Regions from separate parts of the Triticum aestivum genome. Here region 2 is linked to region 1. A link is a contact called in public Hi-C data. All regions are on one chromosome and are shown on one strand. The core of a region is the stretch at or near the end of the contact, and the rest is flanking DNA. Distances in the headings are between cores, read along the strand shown. Region 1 holds the start of LOC123182088 (protein ALTERED PHOSPHATE STARVATION RESPONSE 1). Region 2 holds the start of LOC123182089 (F-box protein SKP2A).

The links. A called contact is a pair of places that touch in the nucleus more often than the background predicts.
Region 2: a Hi-C map of leaf shows a contact between it and region 1, with 6 times the contacts expected there. The contact joins the promoter of LOC123182089 here to the promoter of LOC123182088 in region 1. A contact is called at or near these places in 5 of 5 Hi-C or Micro-C datasets (leaf, root and an unstated tissue) and 1 of 1 datasets of contacts at active chromatin or transcription factors (leaf).

The regions. Positions count from the first base shown.
Region 1 is chr1D:363,147,920-363,150,728 of IWGSC CS RefSeq v2.1, reverse strand. LOC123182088 (protein ALTERED PHOSPHATE STARVATION RESPONSE 1) reads left to right here and starts at 1,397. Exons shown (of 4, transcript XM_044594549.1): 1 at 1,397-2,809. The coding sequence starts at 1,751.
Region 2 is chr1D:363,292,775-363,295,583 of IWGSC CS RefSeq v2.1, reverse strand. LOC123182089 (F-box protein SKP2A) reads right to left here and starts at 1,414. Exons shown (of 5, transcript XM_044594550.1): 1 at 1,026-1,414; 2 at 1-70. The coding sequence starts at 39.

The DNA of each region.
Region 1 (2,809 bases), core at 148-2,647:
CTGGAGGCCTCAACAATAATCTATCGTAAACCCCGTAACCCTGCCGTAACAGCAGCGTTATGCTACTACCAAACCAAATCACTCTAGTAGCAGTACTGTTGTAGCAGCAGGAGTACGTAGTACCAGGCTGATGCCAACTTGTCCGTGGTTTGGTTCCTGCTGTCCGGCCCAGATCTGGATCGCATTATGCAAGCTGCTAAGCCAGTCTTCTGCACAAGCATGGAGCTTGCAGAAGCCGCAATGGCCCGGCGTGATGATGAGATGCGACTGCACAGGCGATCTCGGCTCTACTGACGATCCGGAAACGAAACGTTATCTCCATCCCCCATGTGTTGATTCCTTCTCCGCCATGAGTGATTAGCGTGACATGCATGTGCGAGCCTCTGGCCTCCTTTCAGATCGCCACTCCATCGATTAGCTAAGCTAGTATCCCAGACGGAAAAGCAGAGAGAGAGAGAGAGAGCATCTGCCCGCCTACGAGGCCAGCCACGAGCTAGCTATTGTTACGAGTAGGAGTACTACTCCACTCCAGTAAATACAGTAGCAGCTAGTACTTTTTTTTTTTGAGAATGTGCGTGTCGATCGCCGGAATCTAGAACAGTGCTAGCCCTTGGATTTTACTGAGAAGGCTCCGTGGAGCGGAGGGGTGGCGTCCTCGATGCGCTCCGGCGACCCACGTGACTCGATTTAGCGAGACGGAGTTCGTAATTGGATCGAGATGCGAGGTCATGTGTGCGCGCGTGCCGTGCGTGGGTGAGGCAAAGCGCGGGAGTTCAGAATTAGTGTGAGCGAGGGAGGGGTTCAGTTCAGTGGGACAGAATCTTTGACCATCAATGCCGTGCCCTTGCCCTTGCACGACGAGGGTTTTACTTAGTACTGTATTTCACTTAATTGAGCAAGCGGTTCTTATCTAAAACAGGGCCAAAGCACCGTACAGCAGCGGGCGCCGAATGTGATTGCGGTAAAATCTTTCGGCGATCTCTGCTCAGCAAAGACGGCCATGATGGAGGAGCATCGGCTAATTATCACGCCAGATTCGCCACGGATCACAGATTTAACGCGTGTAGAGGTAGTACTATGCAGGGCTGCAGAGCGAGTAAATATTACTGTCACCGTCGCGCACAGAAATGGGAGTGAGACGCAATGATGTTACTGCCGCTGCACCGAAACTTACCTACCTCGTGTCCTCTCCTCTCCGTCGTTCCACGGTAAAACGAAACGCGTTCTGCCAATTTACCACGGCGGTAACAAATCGCCGGCCCTTCTCCATCTCTCTCTCTCTCTCTCGCCGACCCATACACAGGCGATCGGATCGACCCATACACAGGCGACCGGATCGGCACTGCTCCTTCGCGATTCCATGGCCCCTCCCCGAGTCCTCGTCTCCGGCAGCCCCGAGACATCTTTCCGGTGATGTGAGCGAAGAGCAAGCGCCTTTTCGCTCACCCTGCTGTACCGAATGAGCAGTGCATTGCATCTGCTTTAACCCATCGCCACTGCCAGTGTCAGTGCCTGCTCATGCTCAATAATAAACGTACCTCCGCGCAGCTCCTCCACGTGCCCGTGCCGTGCCACGCTCGCGTCGCGCGCGCGCGCAGCTCAGTGTTGTTCAGTGCTCGCCCCCGCCTCTCGCGTCGTAGCTAGCTCACGCGCCCACGCCACCTTTGCTTGCTCCCGCGCGCTTGTTTGGGCACTAACTTGGCGGCGTCGGGGGCGGGCAATGCCGTCGCGGGCGAGGGCGTAGCGCAGGATGGGGTGCCGGAGCTCGCGGCTGGACGCGGCGGACGTGTCCCCCGTGGCCGCGCTCTGCCGGGAGCGCCGCGACCTGATGCTCGCGGCGGGGGACCGCCGCGCCGCGCTCGCGGCCGCGCACGCCGCATACTTCCGCGCGCTCCCGCGGGTGGCCGACGCGCTCGCGCGGTTCGCGCACGAGCACCACGCCGCCTCGCCGCCCGGGTCGCCCGTGCTCACGCTGCCCCCCTCCGACCACGACGAGCCCAAGAAGCCCAGCGCCTCCAGCTCCACCCCGCACACCGACTCCGGCCATTCCCACCTCCACTTCCACTCCGACGCCTCCGACTCTGATCCCGACTCCGCCGACGACTGCGCTTGCGATGCCCCCGGGCACGGACACGACGCCCGCGGCGGTGTCAGTGGCCGCGGCGAGATCCCGCCGCCGAATGGAGTGCCCCAACAGCGTCACATCCCAGAGCCTGCAGCGGCCAGGCCGGCCATGCCATGGCAGGGCAGGCCCGCCATGCCGTGGGGCGGCAGGCCAGAGATGCCGTGGGGCGGCATGCCTCAAATGCCGTGGGACGGCAGGCCCGAGATGCCATGGGCGCAGGCCTCCTACGACGCCTATCCTTCTTCATTCCCAATCCCAGAAGTCGCAATCCCCAATGCCTACTACATGAAGGCCAGTTCGGCGGCGGCGAACACGGTGTACCAAGAACCATACGGCTACAGCAACTTCGCCACCAATGTGCCTTCTTACATGGGGTACGAATACGGGTACAACAACCCAATGTACGGCGTGCCGGAGGGGGGCCAGCCGGCGGAGCATCGTGGCCGGGAGGCGGCGGCTCCGGCTCCGGCGCCGCCGCCACCTATGCCGATGCCGGAAGCGTCGCCGTGGGATTTCTTCAACCCGTTCGACTCCTACAACCAGGACCTTCCCCACTACAATCAAAAGGCGTTTGCTCCGGACGGGTCGTTCTCGAGCAGCCCCAACTCCAGCGAGGTGAGGGAAAGGGAGGGGATCCCGGAGCTGGAGGAGGAGACGGAACACGAGTCGTCGATGAGGGAGTCG
Region 2 (2,809 bases), core at 165-2,664, 140 kb before region 1:
CGCATCCAACTGCCTGTCCACTGACCTCGCACTAACCATTTTCAATATTACTTCAAGTATCAATGTGCCCCTGCAATTACAGGCAATCCAATCAATAAAAGCAATCCAAGATAAAATGGCATAATATAGCAAACTATTCGACCTCCGCTTCCTGAACACTAAGATAGGTGATAACAGCTGCATTCAGAGACGGCATAGCAATCAAGAAAATCGTGCAAGGACAATGCTACCAATACAGATTTATCCAAAACGCACATAACAGCAAAGATTAAAACAGGTAGGCAGTATGGAACCAAGGTGGGTTAAACTAAACAGCAATAATTTATACAAAAATTGTTTAAGCACACCGAGTTCTTTACACTTGTCGAACTGAAATGGCCAATTAGGGGTAATGAACAGTCAGATGGGCAAGAATAAACTTGAGAATGTGAGGCTAATTATGTACCTATGTATAATTGGAAAAGAAATAACAGATGAGGACCTGAATGGGGATCCGGAACAAAGCTACAGCCCGACCACGGATACTGTGGATCAATGCTGTTTTCGTCGCATGGCAGCGAAATCTACGAGATGGAGAAGCTGGAAAGAATGTATCAAGAATCCACAGATGGAGAGGTGCGTACTTATAGAACTCTACCAACATGGCACCTTTCCGGCTTGGATTTACTACTTGCCAGTCACAATCAAACAGCAAACTACATCCTTAAAATAAGGCGAAGGAAACATTGCGGAGGCTTCTAGGGATCAAAGTCTCGATTTCCTCTGACTTTTGATCAGCAAAGCAATAAAGCCGGCGAGCTCGCTAATCCAGGCTTATAAAAGGTTGCAGAAATCGAGGTGGCTAATCCGCGAAAATCCATCGGAAAAGCCGAACAATCGGGGCACAATCGAGAGGAAGCCCGAAACTTGAGCAACAAATCGGGCAAAGAAGTTTGCTGGGAAATGCAAACAGACCCGGTGGTGCTCAATCCCGAGCAAAAAAACAATTATCTGCAAGATAACGTAAAGGAAACCTTGCGACTCACCCAGCGCGAGCACGCGCGGACCTCGACCCACCCGGAGCCGGAGACGAGACGCGGCTAGGGTTGTCGCTGAAGAGGGAGGGACGCCTGTGGCCACCGCGCACCGGACCGAGGCGGAGACCTTGAGCTTGAGGTGGCGAGGAGGAAGAAAGCTATAGGGGGCGTGGCGCGCGCGTGCAGGGGAAGGGTGGCTATATCCGGCCGGCCGACTTTATTAGGCCGGCGCCGATGGCTGTGGCTTGCCGACACGCGAGGTGCCCGGCGGATACGGGAGATTTTTCTTCCCCCCTCGTCTTGGGGCGCGGGCGGGGGCGCGCGTTGGCCGGAGGGACGGACACGAAAGGACCGCCTGGGACGGCACGGAGGGGCCGGCGCTTTTTTTAACGTCGACAAAAAGAGGTTCCTTCCTTCCTCGGCTCGAGGGCGGGGAGAGAATCGTTCGCAACGGAATAGGCCACGAGTTTCGTCGCCGTCGTTTTCGCTTTCGTGTTCCGGCGGGGTACTCCCATCCTCATGTGCGTGCGTCACGAGCGAGCGTCCACGTCCCCGCCGTGGTCCGTCCTTGATCGCGAGTTGAGCCGGTTTTCCGGGGTCCCCGGCCGAGGGGATATGTGTCCGGGAGTCCTGTAGGCTGTATCGTGTCTTTGTCGTCGGATCGCATCGCATGGCTCCGTGGCCAGCGGCGTATCCATCCTAGTACATAATTTGACGTGTAGTACATGCCTACAAGGCACGGCGCTGCACCGAGCTTTCAAGTTCCACAACTGGCTTATCTCCGTGCAAGTGCAGTGCAACCGTAACGATCCGATCACGTTTGGATGGACTGCGGGTGGCCATGAGCAGCCACCATCTCTCGGCTTGCATGCACACATCTTCACAAGGACATGCACTGCTCTTCCATGAATTTTACTTAGAACCCACCTCCCTGCTTGCTTAATGTTACTTAGGTAAAACATTCCGGTGCTACGCTCGTGAGCGGTAACCCCATATCAGGAACTTGGAGATTTTTCCCATCGAGAAAAGGAACTTGGAATTTTATCTGGTAAACTCGTTGTCTAGTTTTGGCACTACGTGGAGCAAATATACCGCCTTCTTCCACTATTTCACCATCACCATGAGCCGATGAGCCGCTGGTCGCTTTCCACTTGCCGGTGTCTGCCGTCATCCGGATGATGACAAGTGATAATCCTTTGGTTGCATCTATTACAGCTGTGGCGTGTGGGTCGTAATACTCCACATCCGCATGCAAAAACAATCACACACTACCCCGTCCTACCATGTCAGCTCCTGCGTGGCTGTTCGATCCGAATGCACCCATCAGAATTCATTTCGCGCATGCCAGCCTTTGTTACGGTTTTCTTAGACTAGCCACAATGAGTAGTAATATAGACTAGTAATATGTGCATGTTACTAGTAAGACCAGCCATAATGGGTAGTAATATAAAGTAGTAACATGTCCATGTTACTACTCTATGTTACTACCTCTATAGTGGGGAGTAACATGCAACACTTCATTTATTATGCTATAAACTCATCTTGCCTTGATATGTGTGATGTTACTCATATTAGTAGTAACTAGCTATGTTACTACATGCATCTCTTTCTTCATTTATTGCTTGCCACATCATCTATTTTATCTAGATATGTGTGATGTTACTACTTATGTTACTCCCATTGTGGGTAGTCTAACTAGCTATGTTACCACTTTCCTCCATTTCTTCATTTATTGCTTGCCACATCATCTATTTTATCTAGATATGTGTGATGTTACTACCTATGTTACTCCC